Linked DNA regions of Sus scrofa: region 1 is linked to region 2. A link is a contact called in public HiChIP or PLAC-seq data. All regions are on one chromosome and are shown on one strand. The core of a region is the stretch at or near the end of the contact, and the rest is flanking DNA. Distances in the headings are between cores, read along the strand shown. Region 1 has its middle 23 kb from the start of IPO7. Region 2 holds the start of TMEM41B (transmembrane protein 41B).

The links. HiChIP or PLAC-seq counts read pairs in DNA pulled down with a chosen protein or histone mark.
Region 1: a contact with region 2 is called in an H3K27ac HiChIP or PLAC-seq map of skeletal muscle. The contact joins the enhancer-like site here to the promoter of TMEM41B in region 2. A contact is called at or near these places in 1 of 5 promoter capture datasets (liver), 9 of 47 Hi-C or Micro-C datasets (alveolar macrophages, embryonic fibroblasts, epiblast stem cells and 4 more) and 2 of 2 datasets of contacts at active chromatin or transcription factors (alveolar macrophages and skeletal muscle).

What each region holds. Positions count from the first base shown.
Region 1 is chr9:183,644-188,531 of Sscrofa11.1, forward strand. No RefSeq gene overlaps it. Among named protein-coding and RNA genes, the nearest start is that of IPO7, 23 kb to the left of the region's middle. Within about 2 kb of position 3,283, at least 69 of the 83 cell types and tissues checked have an H3K27ac peak or open chromatin away from gene starts, as enhancers often do. A contact at or near this core is called in alveolar macrophages, embryonic fibroblasts, liver and 2 more, where this site is marked.
Region 2 is chr9:221,320-225,633 of Sscrofa11.1, forward strand. TMEM41B (transmembrane protein 41B) reads left to right here and starts at 2,654. Exons shown (of 7, transcript XM_021062249.1): 1 at 2,654-2,983. The coding sequence starts at 2,863. It overlaps LOC102164595 (a long non-coding RNA gene), which reads right to left and starts at 2,577. Exons shown (of 5, transcript XR_002335503.1): 1 at 2,041-2,577.

The sequences.
Region 1 (4,888 bases), core at 2,033-4,532, 37 kb before region 2:
CTTCTTTTTATGGCCCTACCTGTGGCCTATGGAAGTTCCCAGGCTGGGGTCAAATCAGAGCTACTGCTGCCGGCCTACACCACAGCCACAACCAATGCCACAGCTCGGGGCAGTGCTGGATCCTCCACCCCTGAGCAAGGCTAGGGATTCAACACGCATCCTCCCAAACACTATGTCTCATTTTTGACCCACTGAGCCACAACGGGAACTCCAAAAGTAACAGCTTCTTGGATTTCCTTCTCTCTGCACCTTCAGTCCCACTGCCCTCTCAGGTCCAAGTTTCTATATGGAAAACTTCATTCAAAAGATCTTATGACAGGAGTTCCCGTCGTGGCTCCGTGGTTAACAAATCCGACCAGGGACCATGAGGTCTCCGTTCGATCCCTGGCCCTGCTCAGTGGGTTAAGGGTCCGGCGTTGCCATGAGCTGTGTTGTAGGTCACAGACGCAGCTCGGATCCCACTTTACTGTGGCTGTGGTGTAGGCTGGTGGCTACAGCTCCAATTGGACCCCTAGCCCAGGAACCTCCATATGCCTCAGTTGCGGCCCTAGAATAAGGCAAAAAAAAAAAGATCTTATGACAATATAGACCTATTTCAGCTTTATTTGTTTTCTCTAAGAAATTGCTGATCTGCTTAAGAAGACTTACACATGGTGTTGACTTTCAAACAGGGGGGAAAGTTTGCAAGGAAACACATCTACTGTCTCAGCTTCGGTGGCCATGGTAGGTGTTTCCTATCATTAACGAGTCAGAGCCATTGTTCTCTAATAGCAAAAAGACAGTAAGATTTACTTACAATTAAACATTTATTTTATTTTTTATTTTTTTTTTTTAGGGCCACACTGGTGGCATATGGAAGTTCCCAGACTAGTGGTCAAATCAGAGCTGCGGCTACCAGCCTACACCACAGCCAAAGCAACACAGGATCCAAGCCACATCTGTGACCTACACACAGCTCATGGCAATGCCAGACCCTTAACCCACTGAGCGAGGCCAGGGATTGAACCCACATCCTCAATGGATACTAGTTGGGTTTGTAACCCGCTGAGCCACAATGGGAACTCCCATAAGAAAATGTTTATTGAGCACTCTGTGTAGGCAGGGTCCTAAACACTCACTTTAGAAATACGTCATTTCAGGAGTTCCCATTGTGACGCAGCGTAAACAAATCTGACTACGAACCATGAGGTTGGCCTTGCTCAGTGGGTTAAGGATCCGGCATTGCCGTGAACTGTGGTGTAGGCTGCAGATGAGGCTCAGATCCTGTGTGGCTGTGAGTGTGGTGTAGGCTGGCAGCTGTAGCTCCGATTAGACCCTTAGCCTAGGAACCTCCATATGCTGCAGGTTCGGTCCTAAAAAGAAAAAAAGCAAAAACAAAAAAACCAAACATCTCATTTCATTCGCACAGCAATTTATTAAGTATGTGCTGTTAATACTCCCATTTTTCAGATGAGAAAACTTAAGACTGAGGCAGTCGTACAGACGACAGTAAACAGTGGCACTTGAAACTGATTGATGAAAATCTGAAAATGTCTTACAACACAACCCTGAATCCCACATCTGTCAAACTCCTGGAAGGGTCTGGTCTTCTTCTTTTTTTCTTTTTCTTTTTGCTTTTTTAAGGCTGCACCCAAGGCATATAGAGGCTAGGGGTTAAATCAGAGCTGTGTCTGAGACCTACACCACAGCTCACGGCAACACCGGATCGCCAACCCACTGAGCAAGGCCAAGGATCAAACCCTCGTCCTCATGGGTACGGATTCGTTTCCACTGCATCACAACAGGAACCCCTGGTCTATCAAAATGTATACCTTACAGCATTAAAGAAAGGCTGTGATTATCCAGGTGGGATAAAATATCAAAATACCATTTGGGGAAATGATGCCAACTCTTAAAATCAGCCTTCCTGTCCTGCAGTGGTTGGCAGTCATGCTCCCTCGTTTTGCCCAGTGAGAATGTTTCCCTGCGGAGGACCGGGAACAACCGAGGCGCAATAGGCAACCTGCCGCCCAGAGAGCTTATGAATTACAGCAGTTAGAGGTGTGAAGCACATCATTCCTGCAAAGGGTTCCTGCTAGCTGCTCTATCAGACATCCGTGTCTCTTAGAGAATTAAAATATCAATTCAAGGGATTGGCTATTTAATCCAGATAATAATAAGACAATCGAGGCATAATAACCCTAAAGTTAACGGTGAGAACAACAACAACCTACAGTCAATAAATAACCTACAAGCACACCAACAACAATTCAGTAGTTTAAATAAATAATGCAGTTTTTAAAATAATGATCCTGAAGATCTGTAGGATATGGACCGATGTCACAGAACACAGCCTGAAAACAGGAAATGGAAAATGACAGCTCTGTCGCAGCTATGTAAAAATCTCTTTTCGTGAACATTAACTTAAAGAAAGAAGCAAAAGTAACTGTGGTTTTTGGTGGAGGGACTGTAATTCCACCGTCCCCCAGCAATTTCTATAGTATCGGTTTTTGACTAAAAAAGAAACTTCAACAAAAACAATAAAGCATTATGTAAAAATGCGTGCTGGCCCCAGCAGGGCAGAAGAGGGAACCAACTGGAGAAACGCCTTCGGATCTTATTCGCCTGGGATCTCCGGAAAGCTCCCTCTGCTGTGCTCCCGTCCTGCTGCAACTTTATCTCGGAAACCAAGCTTTATTTTCTCTTGGAATTTGGACGTTTTGCTCTTGCATTACAAAAAGACGTCGAGTGTTTTGTTTTCGCTGTTATTTACTAAATTTGGGAAGCGAGTCCAGCGAATCAGTTCTGGTCCTGGGCAAGTCCCTTTGAGTTCGAAACCCACCCAGTCTTTGAGACGCGCTCGTCTCCGTTCACACGGCCGGGAGCTGGCCCTGGGCGCTGCTTCAAGAAGTCAAGTTTCGGTCGCGGAGTCCAAGCCCCGGCAGCACCGCCCAGGAGCTGCGCCCGACCTCGGCCGGGTGGCGGCGCGGGGGTGGCCCGGGACCCGCGGGTGGGGCCTGGGCACCGGCGGCTCGGGCCGCCCGCAGCCGGCGCGGACTCAGCCCTTCCGGTCAGGGCGGCTTCCCGACGGACCTGCAGGGGCGGCCGGCCGGCGTCAGCCCCTCTGCGCGGACTGCGTCCCGGCCCCGCGGTGACTCAGCCGCTTCCGCCCCGGGGCCCGCCTGCCGCCGCCACGCGCCTTCTTCCGCCCGGAGGTGCCGGGCTCGAAGGTCCCGACCCGGACGGGCAGCTTGACGAAGCGCCACTGGACGCGGGCGCCCGGCCCCGCGAGGCTCTCCTCGCTCAGTCGAGGAGCTGAGGCCTCGGCTCAGGAGTCGTCACCCCGCAGCGCGGACAGCGGTGCCCCGGATGGGGCAGCTGAGGTCTTTCGGGCCCCACGCCCTACACTGGAAGCTCCGCAACGCCACTCGCCGTGACCCCCGAGAGTCGCTCAGTCCGGCCACATCTTACTTGCACGTGGGCGAGATGGGGGCGAGTCCATTACCACCTTGCTGGCCCAGCCCAGCAAAGCGCAGGAACTCAGCGAATCTCACTTGTTATTTCTCTTGAAATACCTTTTGCATGTGCTGCCTCGTCTCCACGTCACTGCATCCACCGTGCACTTAACATCTCAGCGCAGGGTCACTGCAGGTGCCTTCCTAACTGGTTTTGCCACATTCCCTTCCGACTCTCACACGACGACCTGGCTCGTTTTTAAGGCACACTACCCTGCTCCAAGAAAATATCACACTTCCCTGTGGTCTTTTGGTTTGAGTAGAAAGTCCCTTTCCTGGGATTTAAGCACCACGGTGCAGCCTGGCTCAGCGGAACCCTCCTTCCTCCTGCGAATATTTCAGCTTGCTCTTCATCCTGCCCTCTCAGGGCTGGGAGGAGATGAGCGCAGAACACTTAGTCAAAAGTGCTCCGATCTAAGCGTGAACAAGAGGCAGGAAGGGAGAACAAGGCGGGGGAAGGGAGAGGTTTCACAGAGGAAGTGGCGGGGGGGAGGGGGGCAGTGGCTTGAGGGCGGTCACCAGTGCTCCCTTGGCGGTGCTGCGGGGGTGTGGTAGCCAGAAGTCAAGGTGGGCTCGGCACTGTTGTTACAGAATGTGCCTTGAAACACCTGGCCTCTCGCCTTGATTTTCTTGGGTCCAGAAGTACTGTGGAAAATAAAATTTGGGTTTAAAAATGCACATTGCCTGATGAAACACAGGTTGCGGAAGGAATAAAGGATCCCTTGAGGCAAGAGTGCCCTATTGGGGCAGGAGTTCCCACAGAGGGTAGAATCAGCCACAGGGCCTGAATGCTAGGGAGGGGGTTTGTGAGGGTTTTAAAGAGCCGTACTTGATCCTGGCCCACTCAGTCCTAGCAAGGAGAAGGCTGTGTACTAAGGGAAACACCTGACTCACCTGGAGCCCAGGTACTCTTCTGGGTGGCTTTGCTGAGAGAGCTGAACTGATAGGAACGCAGCACACGCTGCCGTGGGATACTCACGAAAAAGAGCTTTGTATGAGAAAGGGACCTCTGCCTACACAGAGAGACACGGCAGCAGAGGTCTGCAAGCTGGCAGAGACAGACTGGAGATGGCAGCAGCAGGGAGAATGGATGCTCCAAGCCACCCCAGGGGTCAAGGGCAGCTCAGCCACACTGTGCAGATAGCCAGGCAGCGCTGATTGGGTCCTTGGAGAGAAGACAAGGGATCAGAGGGATGGCGAGGGCAGCGGTTTATACAGGGGCTACGACTGCAGTGATTTCCAGTTCTTTCTTGTGATGTTTCTGAATTAAAATTTCCAACGTGAACGTGTTTTACTTTTAAAATCAGAAAAGGAAACATTTTTAAGAGTCATTACATTGGTACAGATGAAGTCCAATGGGCTCATCCCATTTACAAGAAAGGCGTCAGAGTGTA
Region 2 (4,314 bases), core at 1,404-3,903:
GTGGATCCCAGGCTAGGGGTCAAATCAGAGCTGTAGCCGCCGGCCTACACCACAGCCACAGCAACACCAGATCCGAGCCACGTCTGTGGCCACAGCTCACAGCAATGCAGGATCCTTAACACAACTGAACCAGGGGCCAGGGATCAAACCTGCATCCTCATGGATACCAGTCAGATTCGTTTCTGCTGAGCCATGACAGGAACTCCCAAGTATGGATTTGTAATGTACAACTGAAATTTATATAATGTTATATACTAATATTACTTCGATTAAAAAAAATTTGAGTTTTGCTCCATAGGCAGTTAATTTACCAGTGCATCAAAGAAATACTTTGAATCTTTTATTTTCTGCACCTGCAGCATGCAGAAGTTCCTGAGCCAGGGATCAAACCTGCACCACAGCAGTGACCCAAGCCACTACAGTGGTAATGCTGGACCCTTAACCCACTGAGCCACGAGGGAACTCCTTTTTAAAATTAAAAATTTTTCTTTGAGTCTGATTTTTAATTTATATTAGTGTGTATCTAAATAGCCTTTTCTTTAGGTTTAGACTAGACCTGATATTAAGCCTTAGCCTCTCTGGGGTCTTTTTTTTTTTTTTTTTTTTTTTTTTTTTGGTCTTTTTGCCTTTTCTAGGGCTGCTCCCACGGCATATGGAGGTTCCCAGGCCAGGGATTAAACTGGCACCTCCACAGAGACAAGCTGGATCATTAACCCACTGCACCAAGCAGGAACTCCTGTTTTTAGGTTTAGAGTTTGTTTTTTGGTGTAAAATTTTTTTTAGTAAAATATATCAAGTGTTTAAAAGTGATTTTGCAGGAGTTCCCTTGTGGCTTAAGCAGATTAAGGATCCAGTGTTGTCACTGCTGCGGTGTGGGTTGGATCCCTGGCCCAGGAACTTCCATATGCTACAGGTGCAGCCAAAAAAAAAAAAAGGTTGGCTTGTTTAAGAAGACCTCTATACAGGAGTTCCCGTCGTGGCGCAGTGGTTAACGAATCCGACTAGGAACCATAAGGTTGCGGGTTCGGTCCCTGCCCTTGCTCAGTGGGTTGACGATCCGGCGTTGCCGTGAGCTGTGGTGTAGGTTGCAGACGCGGCTCGGATCCCGCGTTGCTGTGGCTCTGGCGTAGGCCGGTGGCTACAGCTCCGATTCAACCCCTAGCCTGGGAACCTCCATATGCCGCGGGAGCGGCCCAAGAAATAGCAACAACAACAACAACAACAAAAAAAAGACAAAAAAAAAACCAAAAAAAAAACCAAAAAAAAGAAGACCTCTATACAAAAGACAGTGACTTTCTTATGTATTTTTCTATATATTTTCTTTGGGGGGTGGGGGTAGCCTTGGCTGTGGCATGCAGAAATTCCCTGGCCAGGAATCAAACCTGCCCCATAGCAATGACCCAAGACATAGCAGTGACAACTCCAGATCCTTAACCTGCTGAGCCACCAGAGAATTCCTGTTTTGTTTTTTATAATTATCTCTTGGAATTTGTTTTTGAATAAGCATTGTCCACGTTATTAGTCTCTCCATAATTATCTATGGTTCAAAAGCTATTTAACAAATTTACTGAATGTCCACTTAGGTGTTGGCCCTATCAGCTGCTCGGGGATACAATGGTGAACAAAAGGACAAGGCCCTTTACCTTAACAGAGCTACCACTCCAGAGACGGAGGCAGACGATAAACAGGTAAACAAATAATCCAAGTAATTACTGCTTTTAAGGACGACCATGGAGGAATTAAGTGGGAAGCTACGTCTTAAGAGTGGTCACTGAATGTCTTAATATAAGTAGGCCAAGGATGTGTACATAAAACAATTCCATTGAATGGACATTATTTACTTAACCATTCTTTAGTGTCGAGTTTTTAGACTGCTTCCACATTTACCATCACACTAATAGGTAATCCTGCTACGAATAGTTCTCTCTGTATGTTTACGCCCACGGAGTAGTCTTCCAGAAATGTAATTCCCGGATAGGAACACAGTATTTTTACTGACATTGCCAAGCCGCTTTCCAGGGGGAATTCCGACACACTCACCAGCGAGGAAGCGGAATACCGCTCCGAGAGGCGAGGTGGCGAAGTAACCGTCAGAAAAGGTACGTCTGGGCTCAGCAAAAGGAAAAGATAAACGAGCTGACCTGGATTTACAAGTGAGGGGTGGCAGGTGATGACATGGCAAAGCGTTTGCTTGGGAACAAGAAAGCCGGATTCTAAAGCCATCGCGGCCACCCTGTGACCTCCCCAGGTTACAGTCCTCGAGCTCCAGGTTGCTGAAACTCGGGGTTCGGCTCAGGCTCTACGTTTTTCAACATCTTCAGACCAAGCACCATCTAGCCCCTCCAACGTCTAGGCAGCTTGTGGGACTGGCGGACAAGCGCGCGGGCTAATCGGCGTCCGCCGCGAAACGCCAACTAATCACACCGCGCCCTTCCGGCCGCGGGGACAAAGGGATTGCAGCGCGTGCGGCCGCACTTCCGGACACTTAAAGCGAAGCAGCAGCCGCCGGCTTCCCGGACTCGCTCCGGCGGCCCCTGGTGCGCTGAGTGCGCATGCTCCGCGCAGTCCCGGGGCGGGGCGGGCGGCCACGGGGCGGGCGGGGAAGCGGCCTCGTCTCGCGGTCACTGGGCCGGCGCGAGCGCGCGAGGCTCGGGGGCGGGGCGGGGCGGGGCTAGTGCGAGTGGGCGCTGCGGCTCTCGGCGCCGCGTCACTGTGCTCGCCGGGCCGAGGTCGTCTCAGGTGAGGTGGTCGCCCCGGAAGCGGCTGCGCCTGTGCCCCTGGCTGTTGGAAGGCGCCCTCGGCGGAGTGCGGTTGTTAAGGGCGCGGCGTCTGCCCGCTGCCTCCCCCTTCCCCGCCGCAGCCATGACGAAAGGCGGAGTCGTCGAAAGATCGCAAACGGGGGCACTCCACGCGACCCCCGCGGGGGACAAGGCGGCAGGGACGCGGGGCCCCTCGGCCCCGGGCGGCGGAGACCGCCTAAAGGGTGAGTAGACCTGGACGCGAGAGCTGGGGCTGGCCCGGGGGCAGTGAGCGGAGGGCTTCGGAGGAGGAGGGACCACAGCCGGTCCCAGGCATTCGCGGACGCAGAGGCGGCCTGGTGGTACCCAGGCGCCGGGGCAGAGGGCGTGGGGGACCTGGGCTGCGGCCCTTCGCACCACGAGGCCGTCCTAGCAGCTTCGTAAGTCCTTTTTCAGTTGAATTCATGCCTTCTACAGGCATGACACCGGCTTGTTGACGCTCAGGGAGATTGTAAGGTGGATGATATTGAAGCGAGGCAGTGCGGGCAGGAACGTCGGCCTTCGTTGCTTTACTTTTGCAGATGAGGAAACTGAGGCCCAGCGTGGATATATGACTTGCAAGAGGGCACCAAGCCAGACTGGTTAAGTAGTGGCTAAAAGCAAGTGTGTAATGACGTCCAGGTGCCACTTCCAGGTGGCAGGAATACTTGGGTTTGAGTCCCTGCGCTACCACTTTTATGACTTTGTGCTTGTTATCCTTCAAAAGCTCAAAAGGTCAGTGTCCGAACTGTGCAGCGGGGATGATGATAGTATCTACTTAAGAGTGGTGCATGAATTAAACAAAATAATTCATGTAAAAGGTTTAGTGTAATGTTTGGCTTATGCGAAGTGAAGGCTAAATAAATGTTAGTAATTACTTTTTAAGCTAAGATCTCTTGTTCTCGAGGTTTGTTTTTGTGTGTGTGTGTGTCCCCCCACTGCCATCCTGGCATTTCTCAGGGCTTTAAATATTATTTTAAGCAGAATGTGTACCTTGAATGTGTTAATTCCATCTAGGCATAGAAGTTTCCTGCTTTTCAGCAGTTGAAGTGATTAAGCTCTTTAAATGCTTTCAAAGGCCATAAGCTTGGGGAGATCCTAACAAATGGCCATTAAGTTGTCCGCAGTTTGCTCACAGTGATGTGTTCTTCCACTAGTGATGGGTAGAGGAAGGGTCTTTTAAGAGTGTCTAGCAATATTGTGTCAACCATAAAGTATTGTCCTCTTTAAAGATATATTTATACGTGGTGTGGAGATAATGTTTACCATTCAGCTGAAGTTTCTTGAATCAAATGTAAAATGCATGAAACATTTAAGTGGTGTCGTGCAGGAAATGATATTTTATCTTCAGATAATTTAAAATGTCCCCAGTTTGATTTGGGTCTTTCAGCTTTATATATTTGGATGCTTTTCAGCCTTATAGACAGTAGAGCCAGATAACTTCAAAACCCAGAAATGAATTGTCAAAGTATAAATCCACTCTAAATGACAAGAGCCTTGAAGATGCAGCAACTGAGAGTGACAGTAATCCAAGGGT